Linked DNA regions of Rattus norvegicus: region 1 is linked to region 2. Evidence: chromatin contacts called from public Hi-C data. All regions are on one chromosome and are shown on one strand. Each heading gives the region's core, a stretch centred on a gene start, on an enhancer-like site or on the middle of the called end of the contact. The rest is flanking DNA. Distances are from core to core; before and after follow the strand shown.

The links. A called contact is a pair of places that touch in the nucleus more often than the background predicts.
Region 1: a Hi-C map of Schwann cells shows a contact between it and region 2, with 6 times the contacts expected there. The contact joins the promoter of Pcdh7 here to the enhancer-like site in region 2. A contact is called at or near these places in 1 of 12 Hi-C or Micro-C datasets (Schwann cells) and 1 of 1 datasets of contacts at active chromatin or transcription factors (oligodendrocytes).

The regions. Positions count from the first base shown.
Region 1 is chr14:57,111,489-57,117,010 of GRCr8, forward strand. It overlaps Pcdh7 (protocadherin 7), which reads right to left and starts at 2,034. Exons shown (of 3, transcript NM_001401429.1): 1 at 1-2,034. The coding sequence starts at 978.
Region 2 is chr14:56,717,901-56,723,590 of GRCr8, forward strand. All of the region lies in intron 2 of Pcdh7 (protocadherin 7), which reads right to left. Among named protein-coding and RNA genes, the nearest start is that of Pcdh7, 390 kb to the right of the region's middle. Within about 2 kb of position 1,756, at least 1 of the 93 cell types and tissues checked has an H3K27ac peak or open chromatin away from gene starts, as enhancers often do. A contact at or near this core is called in Schwann cells, where this site is marked.

The sequences.
Region 1 (5,522 bases), core at 784-3,283, 390 kb after region 2:
GGGGGTGCCGGGAGCGCTGTTCTCAGCCAGATCAGCCTCATACACGCTCTTCTCGAAGCGAGGGCTGTTGTCATTCACGTCGGTGATGAGCACCCGCAAGATGGCCTGAGAGGACCGAGGTGGGTCGCCCCCATCGCGCACTCGGAGGGTCAGTTCATAGGAATCTCTCTGCTCCCGGTCCAGCGCCCCCTTCACTATCAGCTGCGGTTGTTTCTCGCCGTCTGGAGTGTCCGCCACCTGCAGCTCGAACACACTGCTTCGACCACTTGGACCAGTCCCACCGCCACCCTCAGGCGCGTCCAGCCGCCGCTTGGATCCCCCAGAGCCGCCGCCGCTCCCGCTGTTCCCGCCGCCCCCTGGGTAGGGGGCGCTGTCCGCCGGCCCCAAGCGCCTTCCCTCGCCGCCGCCGCCACCACCCCCGGGCTCCTGGAGCAGCTCGTAGCGCTCGATGCCGTTGCGACCAAAGTCACGATCGGTGGCCGTGGGCAGCAGGTAGAGCGTGCCTACAGGTCGGTTCTCCTCCACCGTGAGCGTGAGCACCGGCGACGGGAAGGTGGGCGTGTTATCGTTGATGTCCAGCACGATGACCCGACCCTCAAACAGGTCCACCCAGCTCTGCGAGGGCCCTATCACCGACACCTCGAAGTCCAGGAAACATTCGTTCTCGTCGAAGATCATCTGACATTGGGGCAGCTTCTCTCGGTCGATGCGCCGCTCGCTGGTGCTCAGCTCGCCGGTGAGGTTGTCAATCTTCAGATACTCAGAGCCAGACTCAAGGCTGAAAGTCACCTCACCAGAACCGGTCACGATGCCCAGGTCCGAGGCCACATTGCCGATCCGCACGTCGGCGGGGCCCTCCTCAGCCAGCCGGTACCGGAGCAGCTGCTTGGCGGCAGCCAGGCTGAAGCAGAGCGGCAGAAGGAGACAACAGCCCAAGCACCAGCCGCGCGCCCATCCCGTGGTCCGCATCCTCAGCATCTTCTCTTGCTGCTGCTGCTACTGCTCCTTCTAACCACAACCCCCCTCGTCACCCCCCTCCTCCGGGGCTGGCCGCCTGCCCTCCCCTCGGTCCTCCTCTCCGGGAAAGGAAGAAATGAGAGGGAGGGGAGGGAGGGGGGCCAGAGTAGCGAGTAGAGTCCGCTGATGGGAGGGGGGTCAGCTATAGATGCTTCTTTTTTTTCTCCTTCTGCTTCTTCCGAAAGTTATTGTTTCATAATTCATGCAATGGGTGCTAATCGCCCGCTCGCCGGCCACCGTTTACTCGCAGTACTCACAGTTCACGGGACACTGCGCGCCACGGGCTTGGTGCCCCCACAAAGTCATCCCCTCAGCGGGAAGATCCTGAGATCCAGTCCCCAAGCCCTGGGAAGGGGCCGGAACCGCTTCGGCAAGAGGGCGGCGGAGTCTGGTAGCGGACTGGAGCAAACCTGCAGCCTTCCCCGCCTGACAGCCCTGCTAGTCCTTACTGCTACTCGAGTTAAGTCCAATTCACGTTCCAGCTACTCACTCTAGACCCAGGCTCTGTTTAGGCTCCGGAGGTCCAAACAAACGTGAGCCGCTTCCTGCTCCAGTCTCTGGGGCGAGCAACAAGCCAGTCTCAACTCTGACTCCTCTAAAGCAGCCGGGAAGCACTCAACATATCTTGAATGAAAAATTCCACGGCAGGTCGCTTCGGGCAAGGTGCAGCGAAGACGCCTGGCGTCACAGCTCGGTCCGCGACCGGGTGCTCTCGGCGCGCCAAGGAGCAGCCCGAGCCATCTTCAGAGACGCCCAGAGTCGGTCGCTTCTCACCCCGGAGAGCTCGGGTTTCTCTTTTTTCTTAACAACTCTGCGCAAGGTCATTAGTCACGAAGCCGCCGCCTGAAACCGCAGCAACCATTCGCCCGCGGGGGCGAGAGCCGAACCGTGCGCACCGCGCGGTGCCCAAGTTTGGATTCTCAGCCGCAGAGTCCGTGCCTTCCCTCACCTGCATTCGGCCCGCGGGTTGGAGCAGTGGGATCTGCAGCGCTGTGCGCGATTCAGGGAGGAGATTGCAGCCTCTCTCTCCCCGCTCTCTCTCGATCCCTCCCCTCCCTCCCTCCTTTTTTTCTCTCCTCCCTCCTCTTCGCTCTCCTCCCTCCTCTCCTTTCCCCTTTCCCCCCTCTCTCACTCTCTCTCCAGCACAGTCTCTCAGCTTCTTCCAGTCTCAATGCGGGGAACTCGAGCTGAACTTGATCCCTTTGCAGTTCAAAGGTGAGCAAGCCTGGCTCTGTGCATCTGCGACATTGGCCCGGTGAAAGCTCACGACCAGGCACTCCTAACGGCAATTAACAAAGATGCCCAATTCTGTCCGGATTTCCAAAGAAAAGCCAAAGGCACTGAGGCGGGGGTGGAGGGGGAGGTGGAGTCAAACAGAGCTGCCAAGTAGCTTAAAAAAAAAAATCTAGTTTGCCAAAGGGAGAAAAAGTGCCAGTCGGCTGTTGTCTCGGAAGTGCCCTGGCGCGGCGGGTGAATTCCGCAGTTGTCTCGTCCGCTTTCGCGTCTAGCAGAGTCTGGTGAGCGCGCTCCCGCCGCCTCTCCGGCTGTGGGTGTTCCGAGACACTGAATCGCTACGGGGAAGCTTCTACTCTCCCTACCCCCTAGCCGGAAACCCGCAAGTTTGCATAAAGTGGCGGTTGCTGCGGAAAGCCCGCGGGCTCTGGACTCAGACTTGTCCCCGACGCTGCAGCGGCGGCGGCGGAATCCGAAACTACACAGTTGCGGAGAACCAGGGAGGACGGCCCAGGGAAGGGAGGCGGGAGGAAGTACCAGCCAGCCGCCGCGCTCGTGGAAGCCAGACTTCGGTTCCTGGGGGCGACTGAGGACTGCCCAATCTCAGCCCCTAGAAGCTAAGCCAAAGTCTAGTCTCCTTGGGCAGTTTGGGGTGGGGGTGGAGATGATTATTTTCCCCATCTAGGGCTGGTAGATTTCCTCCTTGACTAAACCCAGCTGCGTGGGTAAGAGCTGAAGTGAGGGTGTTAGTATACCTTCCTCCCACGTCCACCTACAGACGATGCCCCCTCCGCCTCAACTCCCACCCGCAACGTGTGTTCGTTTCGCAATTTAGCATCTGGGTTAGTGAATTGCTACTGGTAGGCTGAGGACGAGGTCTGAGTTCCGAAAGCCAAGCTTGTGTTCTGCAAAACGGTGACGGGCTGCAGTAGTGAAGAGAGATCATCAAACTCCAGTGAGAGCCAGAGAGGTTCCTTTTTTGGAGCACTGACTTTGGAGGTCTGGGTTGGGGAGGGGAGAATGCCTGCCTTTGTTTAAATGCTTGGAATTCCTGTCATCCGGCTCTCACTGGGGATAGACCGTGTGTGCACGCGCCTGGGGAATAAAACACATGCTAGAAGCCTGGATATTATTTTCTGAGCAGAGCCTGCAGCTTTTAGTAACTGGCAAAGTGTAGCGTCACCTATCTGGATATAAGGGAAATAAACTTTAATGGCAACTTTGTGTACCGAGTGTGCCTAACGTCTTTTCTCTCCTTTTGACTTTGTGCCTCGTGATGCTCCCTGCCATTCCCTGGCTTGAGGCTTCCCCGGTTCTCAGTCATGACCATCTCAGTCAGATCTCAGGGCTGATGGTGTTTTAGAATAGAAGCCCACTTCTTATTTATTTCACACAGTCGAAGGAAAGACACTCTACTGAAAGATTAAGAAAGACGAAGGTAGTAGGTTGTATTGGGGGTAGCATCCTTTCTATCTCGAAGAATGTTGCTGGGAATTTAAGGGCCCCTTTAAAGACAAATTTACATCCCCGGGTCCAATACTCAGAGAATCAATTTTACTCTTTGTGAAACCAGAGTGAGGAGGCAGAATGATTTAAATAAGTCAAATACCAATAAAGTCTAGGAGCAAAGGAAGCGCGCGGTTGTTTGGAGGAGCTCAGCGAAAAGGAGTGTGTTTGGGGGCGGGGGTGGGGGAGCGGCAGTGGTTTCCAAGCTCTCCCGGGAGGGGCGGGGGTGGAAGCACAGAGGACGCTGCCATGAGTAGTATGTGCCAGGAGCTGGCGAATATTTTCCTGTCCCATAAAGCAGCATCTTTCCGGGAGGAGTGGCTCCTCCTTCTCCTCGGATAGAACGGCCTTCCCCGTAACCCTCCGGCCGCTGCCGCCAGAGCTCTCAGCTCTGTATCTGCAGCATCAGCGAGAAAAGCCTGGCGCGCAGGCTCAGTGCGCACCGCCGCAGTCTGCAGGAGGGGGCTGGCGCCGCAGCGCCTCAGCGGCCGACGAAGTGGCCGTAACGCGATGTCCCCCTTACATTTGGAAGAATAGAGGTTTATCTGACTGCCTGCTTTCTCCCGATCCAGACTGGAATGGGAAGGGGGACATCACCTCCACTGCGAGGCTTTGCACTGTGCATTCCGATGCGTGGCGGTGTGGCACACTGCACTCACTCCACTCGTTGCCTTACTAGAATTTTGCAAACTTCAGGCAATCGCGTGGGCAGAAAGACATTATGCACTACCTCTTCCCTTGCCAGACCATAAACTTGAATAACCCTCCTCTGCCTCTTCAAGCATTTTCCCGCCGCTCTTGGCAAGGGTGGAGGGAGTGACTGAGTGGTCCACTCTTCCCTAGAGTTTGCATATATTTTTTTCCATGATGACTGGGGGACAGGGGTGCAGCGCGTCCTTCACAGTGGAGTGGTTTCCTCTGAGAGAGGGAGGTAACCTCCTCCCGCCCTCCCCACTTATCCCCACCGACTGTGCCGCGGAGCCAAGCCAGCGTGGGAAATGGGTCCGACGTGTGCTGCATGGAGAGCAGCGCGGCCAGGCTGCTGTTGGGCCGGGATACCTTGCTTTGCTCCCTCCCCCACTAGTCGCCAGCTCCGACCTTTCCACCAGAGCAGCCAAGAAGTGGCAGCTCCTCTGCTCCCCAGAGCGGTTCCTGAGGACTAGAATGGAATGGGCGGGAAGAGGGTAAAGGGGGGTAAGGGGGGTGATACCCTCCTAGCGCCCTTGCAGCGGCCATTGCTCCCAATCCTCTTCCGCCCCCTGTCTGGGCGCTGACACCATCGCTCCAGCCTCCAGCCCGTGCGCAGGGTGAATGAAGGCGAGCAGCAGTTCCCCCACTACCCCCGCCCCATTTCCGCAGTCTTAGAGCCAGTGTCACAAGTGCTCAGCAATTTCATTAAATGGAACCCAGGGACTTAATCCTCCCAGTAGCAGACCTCACCAGGGGAATGTGATATCCGGATTCGCTCCCACCCACAGACCCCACCCGGTCTCTCAGACCCGAGGCTGCTTTTATCTTCTCAACCTGAGAGGCAAGGTTCACGAGGAAATGGGATCAAAAAGTGTAACCGGCTGTAAGAAATTAAAAAGGTTGCAGTTGCTTCTGCCGCCGCTGCCGTCGCCGCGGCTTCTCTGGCAGACAAAACCGAAGAGGAGTAGTGTTCTAAAGACTGCCTTGATCAGTAACGGGACGTCATCGTTTGGAGGAAGCACATTTTTAGGGAATATTGAACGTCTGCGATGCAATGTTTCTTTTCTTTGTTGTTA
Region 2 (5,690 bases), core at 506-3,005:
AAGAGGATGCAGAGTGAAATAGGCGTTTCAGGATGGATCAGGTAAGGCAAGAGACAGGAGAGAGGACCAGAGGGCCAGGAGAATAAATGAATATCTGTAGCTGGCAGAAGTGGGGGTTGAGATACATCTCTAGAACATTCCAGAGACAAGGGATGGGGGAGGCTCCCAGGAGTCAATGGGAGTTACTGTACCTGAGATTCATAGCAGTGGTGACATGGAACCTAAAGAGGCCACCTCCTGTGGCCAGGCAGGAATAAGGCCCAGTGAAGGGATAAGGACATCAATGCTCCCACAAAATATATCCTGTCTACAAGAAAGGGAGAGACAAAGATAAAGCAGAGACTGAAGGAATGGCCAACAATAACAGGCCTAACCTGAGACCCATCCCCTGGGTAAGCTCCAATCCCTAACATTATTAATGATACTGTTATGCTTTCAAGCATGAGGCTAGCATAACAGTCCTTTGAGAGGCTCTAACCAGCAGAATGAAACAGATGCAGATATCCACAGCCAAACATTGGAGCTCAAGGAATCATGAACGAATTAGCGTAAAGACTGAGGGTCTGAAGAGGATAGGAACTCCACAGGAAGACCAACAAAGACAGCTAACCTTGACCCTTGGAGTTGCTAAGACACTGAATCATCAACCAAAGAGTACTCACAAGCTGGACCAGGACCCCTACACAAATGTAGCAGATGTGCAGCTCAGTCTTCATGTGGGTCCCCCAACAACTGGAGTGGGGCTATACCTAAAGCTGTTGCCTGTCTGTGGAAACAGTTCCCCTGACTGGGCTGCCTTGCCTGACATCAAGGAGAGAGTATGCCCCTAGCTCTGCAGAGACTTGTGCCAGAGTGAGCAGACACGCAGGGGGACCTCCACCTTCTCAAAGGAGAAGGGGAAAAGAGACTCAGTGAGGGAGAGATAGGAGGGGTCAACGATCCAGATGTAAAGTGTATAAATAATTAAGTTAATGGAAAAATTAAGATTCTTGAGAAAATTCAATTCTATTGTATATTCACATTCATAATTATTACGAAGGAAAGCATGTCATATTTTTTCTGATTTTCCTAGGTATTTTATTCATAAAAGTGAATTTATTACATTATATTGTTATTATTACTTACAGTAAAACTTTTGAAAAGCAAAAGACAGAAACAAACAGACAAAAACAGAATCCTAAGCATCCCATGTTACTAAATGAATGCAGTTTTTGTGAGGATATTTTTGTGTATATACTTGAGTTTGAGTTTAAGGAGAGCTTAGTAAATGACCTTATTAGCCACAAAAAATTAAGGCTAAATACAAAATATATTGAACCAGTCATGCTTAGTAGTTATAGCCATCATCCAATCAAATTGTGAACTTATTCTATCAGTTCTAGAAGAAAACTACTTTTTTGTTACCAGCAGAATATCTTGGAAGAAAACAGAATTACCCATAACAATGATGTAGTGTTGGTGATGTTAATACACTTTTTTAAAAGCATGATGAATAAAAAAAATCCACCAAATACGGTTTTCATGAGCTTCTTTGTGTTCTTGGTTTAATACATGGGATTCGATTAAATTCAAATGACACATAAAAACTTAATCTGTGATACACTGCTCACTTTGTACTGTTTCAAACTGTGTGTTTTGTTTTCTGTTTTGGTTGAATTTTCAGTGAATAAAAATGGAGAATGGAGGAAATGGGTCAGAACTGACAGCAAACCCGAATCAATGTTTCCCATGCCAATGAAGTAATGAAAACCCACTCTGTTCTTGCAGCAACAATGATGAATATAAATTGACAAAAGACTTTGACTGGTTACGGAGAGGAAGAGAATGAAGCATCCATTGCAAAAAAGAACATTTTCCTGCCTTCAGAGATAGCTTTGTGGACTGGCTGAATGAGGAAGCCATGTAACAATTCCTATGAAGAGAAGTCTGTAGAAGACAGCGCTCATGCAATTTTATTTGTTTTTTATTAAGTAATAGAAAATTCACATATTTTAATAATTGTGCATGTTCATCTCTCCTGCCACCTCCACAGTTTCCAGGGAAGATGTGTTTGAGGTAGCATATTTTGAGATAAACCCAGCTAAAATAGATACAATTTATTTTACATTTTAATGGTATTTCATGCCTATGTTTTGTAATACTAGAATAATATTTTAAATATAGGTAGATTTGTGTATTATGGAATAACAATTCTTAATTATTTCAAAGAGCATGCTAAATTTCTTCATTATCAAAACACTTATGTCATGATGGATTATGGGTGCTGTATACACCAATGATAGTATAAAAATTTATTACTCAGTCAAGATCACACAAAGAGATAGTTATCTACCAGCTGAATGGCAGCAATCATTGATAGTTAATTGAGTTAGATGATTTTTATTTTCTAGAAAAATTATTAGTTAGGCTGTTAAGAACTTGTAATATAATTTGGATTATAAGCTTAAGTAAGACAAGTACTTAACTTAAAATTTTAAATTCCATAGTGAGAGATTAAGAATTTTATTGATGGGGGTTGGGGATTTAGCTCAGTGGTAGAGCGCTTGCCTAGCAAGCGCAAGGCCCTGGGTTCAGTCCCCAGTTCCGTAAAAAAGAAAAAAAAAGAATTTTATTGATGGTTACAAAGAGTTGCCTACAACTTTCTAAAATCTTACAAATCTCATGAAGCTAAAAGCAAAACTTTGTATTTGTTTATACTACAAATGGGTAACTTATAAGATGTCCCATGCAAAATGCTTAGTTTTTACTTCTTCATTTTGTTGTCACAATGATAGTATATTTATATAAAAAAACAGAATTAACTAGGACATGATTGAGGAAATATTGTATTGGAATTTAATATATTTAACATATTTTACATGAATGTCACCAGAATTAAAATACAGCAAGTATATTTAGCTTTAATAATGCAATTATTTTAATGGTCTCTTACTATCAATGCCAATTTGAGAATACTTTCACTGTCCTCTTGCGTGATTTTTCACTCTGAAGAAGGAATGTCTGTGGACACTCCAGAGCTCACCTGGCTTACAAGCACTGCAGATAATGATGGGTAAGTAATGGGGTAAACAAAAATACAGACACCATTTGGAAAAATAAAGTATGATTTATGATGACTCAAAATTTTTTCCAATAAGCAATGTCTAGACACAAAGGTCAATATTAATATTAAATAGAAGAGTTGATATAATATAGAGCTTCTTGCTTAGAGAAATGACAATAGGAATACAAGGAGAGACTAAAGAAAGACCTAAAAAAATGAATCAGCTTTTATCAAAACAGGATTTGAGCAATTATTCTGAAATTCATGTAGTGTTCAGAATAACATTCTAGACAGTAAATCTGACTATTATCCCAAATAGCATAATTATCTCCTCTCTACTAAATACTCTATGCTCTTTTCAAAAAAGATGGGCAGAGGGACTAATTCTCCGTAGTTATGCAAATCTCTCCTAGAATGAACACTATCGGTAATAGCCATAGGTCAGTTTATTTCAAGATAATATACCAGGTGCCCGCATTGTCAAAATACCTGCATTATAATTCTATTCCAGTTGCTGCTTTTAATTATGAGGTTCTTCTCAACAGGAAACAATCCCACAGAGAACTGAAACAATTTATTTTAAATACTATAAACAAGAGAGGCTCTGCTTCACGGGTTTTGGAGTCTGGATCATCCTGTGATCTCACAGCATGCTAAGTCTACTGAATACATACAGTATTGATAAAGGCAGATTCTCATTTCAAAGTGGTTTTTCCCATGAAAGACCTTAAATATAGATTAAAATGCCTTTGGTTCTATATCGGTTGGTAAATATTGTATTTTCCTGTCCTTATAATCAATTTAGTGGACATAAAAATCACTTGTATAAATCAAATATTCCAGCCGTGAACATGAGCTTCAACAAAACAGTCATGTCAGACACAGCTCTGGATTTGCCTTTAATGTATGAAAGAGTTTTAGAATAATGGTGTCTACATAATACCTCTACCATACATTGGTAACCAACCCGTTTTTGCTTAATGTAGAACATGGAGACCAAAACTTCTCAAATTATTTAACAAAGGAAATTTTTCTATCACTGCTGGCAAGCTTAATGCCCGATCCTCATGTTATATTTAGATAAAAATATTAATTTTCCCAAGTTGCACTGCTAGTGAGTGACCTAGACTATATTTGAATTCAGTTTGCCTTCAGATACTGACCAAGAAACATTCTCCATACCAACACTGAGAACACACAAGCGAAGCATATAACACTGTCCTTTGAAAAATGGCTGTGCACAGGGTTCTTCATAGTTCACATCATGATGCAGCTGAGCGTTGGGAACCGCCTGTATTTCCCTACGTGCCCTCTATCACCCAGAGACTATCTCCCACTCTCCTCAGACTATATGCTAGCATCTTCAGTATGAGAATGTCACATGTCCAAACATAACGAAACAAAACAAGCAAACAAGAAACCAAAAAATAATAAAACTTCCTGTGTTGACATAAGCAAGGCCTTCAGATAATATGAAGTTATCTTTTCCTGATCTGTCTTGTAAGATTTTTGATATTTGAAGCTATAAGTTGTTTGGGGAAAATAATGACAGTTTTTCCACAAAGTCCCTTGTATAATATATGAGATAGCAAACTAGCTTTGCATCAATTTAATACACGAAACTTCCTTTGTACTTCTTATGAAATGTCTTCTTCCTTAATTCTATAATAATACAAATAACCTTTTGCAGATATCTTTTTCAAAAGCACGACTAAATCCAAAAGGTAGTCAGAAAATCATGAACTCAATCTACAGTTGGTGAAAAAAAACAGCTGTTTGATTAATTGTTCTTTCTAAACCGACAGGATGGCCTTATTTAATAAGTCCATCCTTATTCGTCTTTCTTACATATCTCTCTCCAGACCTAAGGAACTTCAATGGCAGTAGCTACCTGCTAATTGAACTTAATCTTGGGCAAATGTAAATATTTGGCATCTGTTTTGTTGACAGTGAAACACTAAATGATCAATATTAAATGATTGGTTTCTTAAGTGTTTGTGTGCATGGAGAGAAAGTGTGTTGTGGATGCTAGGGTGGCACTGTGTGATTAGAGTGTCTCTGAATCAGAGGTCTACCAATTCAGTATGTGCACCCGGAGAATTTTAACATTTTTTAAACTACATTTTCTTAGATTTATGCTGGGCTAAAAATAATTCAGACCCTTACCTTTGATGCAAGAATTCAATGACAATATATTTAAAATACTTGAGACAAGCATAGGTATCCGTGCTTATCTTCATACATGCAATGTTACGATGCTCACTACATTCTCCAGTTGTAATAGTATTCAGAAGAACTACATATTTTCTTGGGCATGAGCTCATGTCAAAGCCTAATTTTTCTTTTTTTTTTTCTCAGAATGGCTTCAGTGAGTCTATGGTATACTGTGGTGCAATCTGCCCAGTTGCAGAGAAATAAAAATCAACTCGTGATAATCTCATAGATTATCAGTATTGGGGACTGTGATTAATGTACCACTAGGTCTAAGACCAAAGCTGAGCTAATTTGGTAAGGAAATAGTCCTCCAGTTCACCCAATAAAAAAATGAGTCTAGTTAAGAACCGTCAAACAATGCCAAAACTCTTAAGGTAGACCACAGAGGGGAGATGCTTCCCATGCTATGGCATGGATAAGAAGAATCATCTAA